Regions from separate parts of the Canis lupus genome. Here region 2 is linked to region 1. A link is a contact called in public Hi-C data. All regions are on one chromosome and are shown on one strand. The core of a region is the stretch at or near the end of the contact, and the rest is flanking DNA. Distances in the headings are between cores, read along the strand shown. Region 1 holds the start of NVL (nuclear valosin-containing protein-like). Region 2 holds the start of FBXO28 (F-box only protein 28).

Region 1 (3,614 bases), core at 372-2,871:
GGAGGGTCAGTGTGGTGAGGACACAGAAAGCAAGAGGGAGCAAAAGGAGCATGAAGAAGTAGACGGGGCCCAGAGTACATGACTCTTTAGGATGGTTTTTCCCCAGATACTATGGGAGCCCACTGCAGGGGGTTTTGAGCAGGGCCCCGCCAAGCTCCCTTTAAAAGAACCTCCCTGGCAGCCCGGTGAAGAACACACCTTACGTAGGTAAAATGACCACAGAGATCCGCAGTCAACTGTGCTGTGACGGTGGGAGGCGTGGCTGGGCCTGGGGTACGTGGTGATGGGAAAGGCAAATAAAGTACCAATTCATTGGTTACAGAAAGCGAAACAAAGGAGTAGTAATGGTTGGGAAGGTTGTTAAGGTTTCTGGCCCTGACTACTGGACACTACTGGTAGTGTCATTTACTGAAATAGAGAACACTGAGAAAAGACCAGTTTGGAGGAGAATATCTAAAAATCGAGTGTAGCTATGTTGTTGGAGATGCCCATCAGACATTCAAGAGGAAATGTTGAGTACACAGTTGGATTTTTTTTTAAAGGATTTTATTTATTTATTCATGAGAGTGAGAGAGAGGCAGAGACACGGGCAGAGGGAGAAGCAGGCTCCCTGCAGGGAGCCCGACGACGTGGGACTCGATCCCAGGTCTCCAGGATCACGCCCCGGGCCAAAGGCAGGCGCTAAACCACGGAGCCACCAGGGCTGCCCCACAGCTGGATTTTCAAGATAAAATCCACACTGCACGCACGAGTCTTGGAAATAAGGAGTATGTAAAGTGAATATATAGGGGCCCCTGGGTGGCTCAGTCGGTCGAGTGTCCGCCTTTGGCTCAGGTCATGATCTGAGGGTCCCAGGATCCAGCCCTGTGGGGCGCCCTGCTCCCGCGGAGTCTTCATCTCCTTCTCCCTCTGAACCCCACACCCCCATGCTCTCACCCTCTCTCTCAAATAAATATAAAAAAATAAAGTGAATATGTTTTCATTGCATTTACGTTTACATATTCACAAATACACGTATACGGCATCTTCCATCTGTATTATTTTTTGGCGAGCATATAAATCGTACACAGATAGTATTTAAAGGCTCTGGACCGGGTGACAGCACCTAGGAAGTAAAAGGAGTGTGAGGACCGAGAAACAGCACAGGAACACTTATTTAGACTTCGGTAGCACGAGACCCATCCGAAAAGGAAACTGCGGCACCGCACCGGCAAAGTAAAAGAGTGAGAGGATGCAGCTTCCAAAGCGCAGAGTGAAACGTCTCCCTCCTCCTTACGCCGCTTGGAGGCTGCGCCACTGCAAGACACTCAGCGCGCGTGGCTCCCCGCGGACCAGCGGACACCGGGAACCGGCGGCCCCACGGCCTCTCCCAGGTCCGAACCGCGCGAGGCCCCTGCGCGCCGCCCGGCGCTCGGGGCTGCACCGCGGGACACCGCCCGGGCCCGGCTCGGCTCGCCGCGGGGGCCACCGAGAAAGCGCGGCGCCCGGCATCTACCTGCGCGACTCGCTGCTTCAGCTTGCGGTCCACGAACCTCGCGGGCCGGGGCTTCATGGCGCGCGGCCGCAGGCGGGGAGCGGGCTCCACCGGAGCCGGGGTCCTCGCCGGGCTGCCCGCGGCGATCGCCGGGCCGCCCGCCCCCCGTGCCCGCGCCCGCCCCGCCCCAGCCGGCGCTGTCCCGAGTGAGGAGAACGCCCCGAGAAACAGGACACCTGCCAACGCTGGGGACTCCGTGGGAGCCTTATTTTGCAGGCTCGTCCAGCGGGCCCTGGATGACAAAAGACCCCTTTTGAACAAGCTCAACTTTATTGTTCCCCGCTGCGCGGACACAGGTGCGCACCGCCGCTCTGGGGACCTGCGGACGTCCGTGCCCGGCTTGGGTTCGTGCGTCGGGTCCAGCCACGCCTTCTCCGTGCGACGCTAGTATCGGCCAGAACCTTTTTTTTTTTTTTTTAACTCATGATACTCATAGAGAGGAGAGAGAGGCAGAGACACAGGCAGAGGGAGAAGCGGGCTCCATGCCGGGACTCCGGGATCGCGCCCTGGGCCAAAGGCAGGCGCTAAACCGCTGCGCCACCCAGGGATCCCTCCAGAATCTTAACAAAACCCGAACCTGAGGTCTCCTGGAACGAGGCGGCCAGGATGAAAACACGGCGCCACCTGGCTCCGCAGGGAGGCCCCACCTGGGAGGAGGGAGGGTTCGGGCCCTGGCAGGTGTGCGCAGGGGAGCGCAGGTGTGAGCAGGGGAGCGCAGGTGTGAATAAAAGGGCCCAGGTGAGCAGGGGAGTGCAGGTGTGAGCAGGAGGGCACAGGTGTGAGCAGGGGAATGCAGACGTGAGCAGGAGGCCACAGATGTGAGCGAGGGGTGCAGGTGTGAGCAGGAGGGCGCAGGTGTGAGCAGGTGTCCACAGGGGAGCTCAAGTGTGCCTTATCCAGAGACCTGGAGGTCTTGCACTGTTTTCTGCCACTGGCTTAGGGAGTACATGCGGTGCAGGACTACAGCTAGACCCATAAGCGGCCCAAAATTTTGATGAACATCTGTATTTGCCCGTTGGGTTTTATTATGCAGTTGAGAAGACACAAAGAGACAGTTAACGTTAACAGGCACACTCACATGCACAGTTACCGGCTCTTCTTTCTGTTTGCTTGTTGGTTTATCTTATTCTCAGGATTCCTGTTTGAGATCTAATTTGGCTGATGGCAACACTGTTTATTCAGGTGGGGGGAGGTGGAATTAGAAGCTGGGAGATGCTGGCACACAACCATCTTCTTGCTCAGGAAACCATGGCTTATCTTCCCCTCTGAATTCCTTTTTTTTTTTTTTTTTTTTTATTTATTTATGATAGGCACACAGTGAGAGAGAGAGAGGCAGAGACACAAGCAGGCTCCATGCACCGGGAGCCCGATGTGGGACTCGATCCCGGGTCTCCAGGATCGCGCCCTGGGCCAAAGGCAGGCGCTAAACCGCTGCGCCACCCAGGGATCCCTTCCCCTCTGAATTCCAATCACATGCCTCGCTGCCCTTTACAGTGGTTCTTATCCCTACACTGAATATAGATTCCCACTCTGATACTCAAAACTTAGGTTAACTGGGCTCCAACTTCCTTTCCTCCTTCTCTGCTGTGCATGCCTAGGGCTGCTGTGTCACCGCAGTGCGGCAGCTGGGAGGAGGTGGGAGTCCTGCTCCCAGGGTTACAGTTACTGAAGCTGCTGGGTACCTGCAGCTCTATGACTTTTGAAAAACTAGCTAGCTAGCCAGCTCCATTGTGGCCTTTCCCCATATTTCCCTGGGTTAAAATCTCTGCCCATTGCATGAATATTCAACAAACATTTATTGAGTTCTCACCGGTTTCAGTCCCTGCCCTGCCCTTGAGTTTTGTAGAGAAGAGAGAGAGAGAGAGAAAAAAAGATAATTGTACCTTTTTATGACATCTTTTCTTATTAGGTTAAGTATTTATGTACTTGATTATATCAAACTTTAGCAGCAGCAAAGACTTCTTGCAGTAATTAGCATAAATAGTCAATGCCTAATAACCGTTTAAATGTAATTTAATTGTGTGCATGCTGAATGTACCACATAGAATAAAGATGAAGGGCTGAAGAGCCCAGCAGCATC
Region 2 (3,570 bases), core at 718-3,217, 160 kb before region 1:
TGCCTGCCAGGATTTACTACCCCAGCAGGACCTCCCCCTCCATCCCCCTCCCTGTCCCCACAGCAGGCTGCCTGTTGCTCTCCCATCCCTCACCAGGACCCCACCCCTCACAACGCAGGATGCCTCTCCCTCCTCCCACCCTGCCCCCCCCAACCAGGACACCTCTCCCTCTGCATCCCCCAGCAGGCCCTCCCCCCCATCTTGTCCCCACAGCAGGCTGCCTCTCGCTCTCCCATCCCTCTCCCTCTGCCCCCCCCCCAAGCAGGACGCTTCTCCCCCTGCATCCCCCAGCAGGACCTCCCCCCTCACCTCATCCCCACAGCAGGCTGCCTCTTGCTCTCCCATCCCTCACCAGGACCCCGGCCCCCCCCAACGCAGGATGCCTCTCCCTCCTCCCACCCTGCCCCCCCCAAGCAGGTCGCTTCTCCCCCTACATCCCCCAGCAGGACCTCCCCCCTCACCTCATCCCCACAGCAGGCTGCCTCTTGCTCTCCCATCCCTCACCAGGACCCCGGCCCCCAGGAACGCAGGATGCCTCTCCCTCCTCTCACCCTGCGCCCCCCCCCAAGCAGGTCGCTTCTCCCCCTGCATCCCCCAGCAGGACCTCCCCCAACCTCGTCCCCACAGCAGGCTGCCTCTCGCTCTCCCATCCCTCTCCCTCCGCCCCCCCCAAGCAGGTCGCTTCTCCCCCTGCATCCCCCAGCAGGACCTCCCCCCACCTCGTCCCCACAGCAGGCTGCCTCTCGCTCTCCCATCCCTCTCCCTCCACCCCCCCCAAGCAGGACGCTTCTCCCCTGCATCCCCCAGCAGGACCTCCCCCCCCACCTCGTCCCCACAGCAGGCTGCCTCTCGCTCTCCCATCCCTCTCCCTCCGCCCCCCCCCCCAAGCAGGACGCTTCTCCCCCTGCATCCCCCAGCAGGACCTCCCCCCCCACCTCGTCCCCACAGCAGGCTGCCTCTCGCTCTCCCATCCCTCTCCCTCCGCCCCCCCCCCCAAGCAGGACGCTTCTCCCCCTGCATCCCCCAGCAGGACCTCCCCCCACCTCGTCCCCACAGCAGGCTGCCTCTCGCTCTCCCATCCCTCTCCCTCCACCCCCCCCAAGCAGGACGCTTCTCCCCTGCATCCCCCAGCAGGACCTCCCCCCCCACCTCGTCCCCACAGCAGGCTGCCTCTCGCTCTCCCATCCCTCACCAGGACCCCGGCCCCCGCCAACGCAGGATGCCTCTCCCTCCTCTCACTCTGCCCCCCCCCAAGCAGGACGCTTCTCCCCCTGCATCCCCCAGCAGGACCTCCCCCCCCACCTCGTCCCCACAGCAGGCTGCCTCTCGCTCTCCCATCCCTCTCCCTCCGCCCCCCCCCCCCCCCCCAAGCAGGACGCTTCTCCCCCTGCATCCCCCAGCAGGACCCTCCCCTCCCCCCGCCCCACTCCCGGCCCCCGGAGCCCCGCGCACCGCCCCGTGCCGCCCCCCCACCCCCACCCCAATGCTGCCCTGTGGGTCTGGCCTCTTGCATTCAGCACGGTGTTTCCCAGGTCCATCCGCCCGGTGGCCCTGATGAGTACTCACTCCCCGCCGTCCGCCTGAAGGGACCGCCCGACTGCACCGGCGACCACGCGCTGCCCACGTCGCGTCCACACTCGCCAGGCAACACTACTCCCCGCCCGCGTCAGGAGGCGCGCCCAGAAAGCCGCCCCCGCGGGCTGCACTCGGGCAGGCAGGGCTCCCTCGCCCTCCGGTCCTTGCCGGCCTCGGGTCGGAGGGCTTCCAAAGGCCCCGTTCCCGGGACGGAGGAGGCCCGGCCACCCCGCCACCCCGACCGCGGACCCCGAGACCCGCTCGCGCCGCCTCGCTCCGCGCAGACCCCGCCCCCTCGGCGGCCCCGCCCCCCCGCGGCCCGGGGCGGAAGTGACGCACCGGAAGCGGCCCTGGTCCCCTTGCAGTGGGGGGAAGGAATCAAACCCCCAAGATGGCGGCGGCGTCGGAGGAGCGGATGGCTGAGGAAGGAGGCGGCGGCCACGGCGACGGCGGCCCCTCTTCGGCCGTCGGCTCTGCCCAGCGACTGCCCCCCCCGCCCCCGCCCCCGGCCCCGCAGCCGGGCTCCCAGGCGCCCCCAGCCCCGGCGCTGGCTCCCGACCAGCTGCCTCAAAACAACACGCTGGTGGCGCTGCCCATCGTAGCCATCGAGAACATCCTCAGCTTTATGTCCTACGACGAAATTAGCCAGCTCCGCCTGGTGAGGCCCCCGCGGGACCCCCGCCGCCCCCTCCGCCGGCCGCGGTCTGGGGAGGGGCGGAGCGGGGAGCGCGTCCCCAGGGGAGGGAGCCACAGCCGGCTCCAGTACGCGGGGTGCCGGCGCCGGGCGGCGGAGGCGTCCCCTTCCTGCCGCGGGGCTGGGGGCTCGCCGCCCCCGCCGGGAGCCGGGCGTCCCAGCGCCGGCCCGCGGCTCCGGTCGCCCCTTGGGTGCTCCGGCGCCCGGCCCCGCGGCCCGGCCGGCCAGGTTCGGTGGGTCGGCAGGAAGCGCGCACTGTGCCCAGCCTGGCCCCCCGCAGCCCCGGACCCAGGTCTCCCTGTCGGAGGAGATGGAGAAGGGTCGGCGAGGCCTCCCCACACCCGGGGGGCCCGGGGGGCCCGGGGGCCCGGGGGGCGTGAGCTCCGGGGGGGGCCCGCTCCCCAGGTGACCCGTAACGTAGAGCCCACCGAGAGCGCGTCCGGCTCGGCCTCGCCCGGCACTCCGCCCTCGGGGAGCACCTCGCCCCTGGACAGGGTTGGTTTCTCTCGCAGTTCGTGTTCTAACTAGTGACTTAACGCCCACCCGCCAGCTTCAAATCTCAGGAGTTGAGTGGCTTCCAGGACGGACCGACGAGCCGGTGGGCTTCGACCTCGCCCCCTCCCCCCACCCCCGCCTTCCCTGGAGGGGGTGACGAACCGCTTGGTTCAGGGACGTGTTTTGCTTCCTGTCGGGGAATTTATCTTTAAGTGGGAAGGAAATCGAAGGAGGTGGACATGTTGGAGAGATCGCACACCGATTCTGTGTAGGAGCTAAATCTGTGCGGGGATTGTTTTTAAGAGGACAAAGACGTATTTCTGAATGTACAGCGTACAGCATTTTCCCCTTCACGGGCCACACTCTGGGTGTACACTTGCAGTTTTAACGGGATGATAATTGCGCTTTTGAAAGGGAACCATACTTTTTAAAGAAAGTTTATAAATTCTGGCACAAACTGATGACCCAAGGTTTTTTTTTTTCCAGTGAACCCAGCGGTTCTGCCCCTCCACCCCCGACCCCCCAGTCTGCAAGAATGGAAGATTCTTCGGTGGAAAAGTCATATTTCAAAATTGATTGTCCCTGAATTCCCATACATGTCATCCTAGAATTCCATATAGAATCTTAAATGTTCTTTCCGGTGTTTATAAAGGATGGTCTTTGATCGAGGTTCATGGTGTCTGGAAACTGGGCATAACATTTGATTGGATTGAGCCTCAGTCAGACAATGGCTTTTGTAAAGCTTGAAATATTCCCAGTTCTGTTTTTTGTAAGTGTGGGGGGGAAACTGTTTTTTTGTTTGTTAG

The links. A called contact is a pair of places that touch in the nucleus more often than the background predicts.
Region 2: a Hi-C map of blood shows a contact between it and region 1, with 5 times the contacts expected there. The contact joins the promoter of FBXO28 here to the promoter of NVL in region 1. A contact is called at or near these places in 4 of 9 Hi-C or Micro-C datasets (amygdala, blood and liver).

What each region holds. Positions count from the first base shown.
Region 1 is chr7:39,991,462-39,995,075 of UU_Cfam_GSD_1.0, reverse strand. It overlaps NVL (nuclear valosin-containing protein-like), which reads right to left and starts at 1,621. Exons shown (of 21, transcript XM_038542883.1): 1 at 1,496-1,621. The coding sequence starts at 1,552.
Region 2 is chr7:40,152,627-40,156,196 of UU_Cfam_GSD_1.0, reverse strand. FBXO28 (F-box only protein 28) reads left to right here and starts at 1,967. Exons shown (of 5, transcript XM_038542887.1): 1 at 1,967-2,233. The coding sequence starts at 1,967. It overlaps LOC102157245 (a long non-coding RNA gene), which reads right to left and starts at 1,858. Exons shown (of 5, transcript XR_005362327.1): 1 at 1,567-1,858.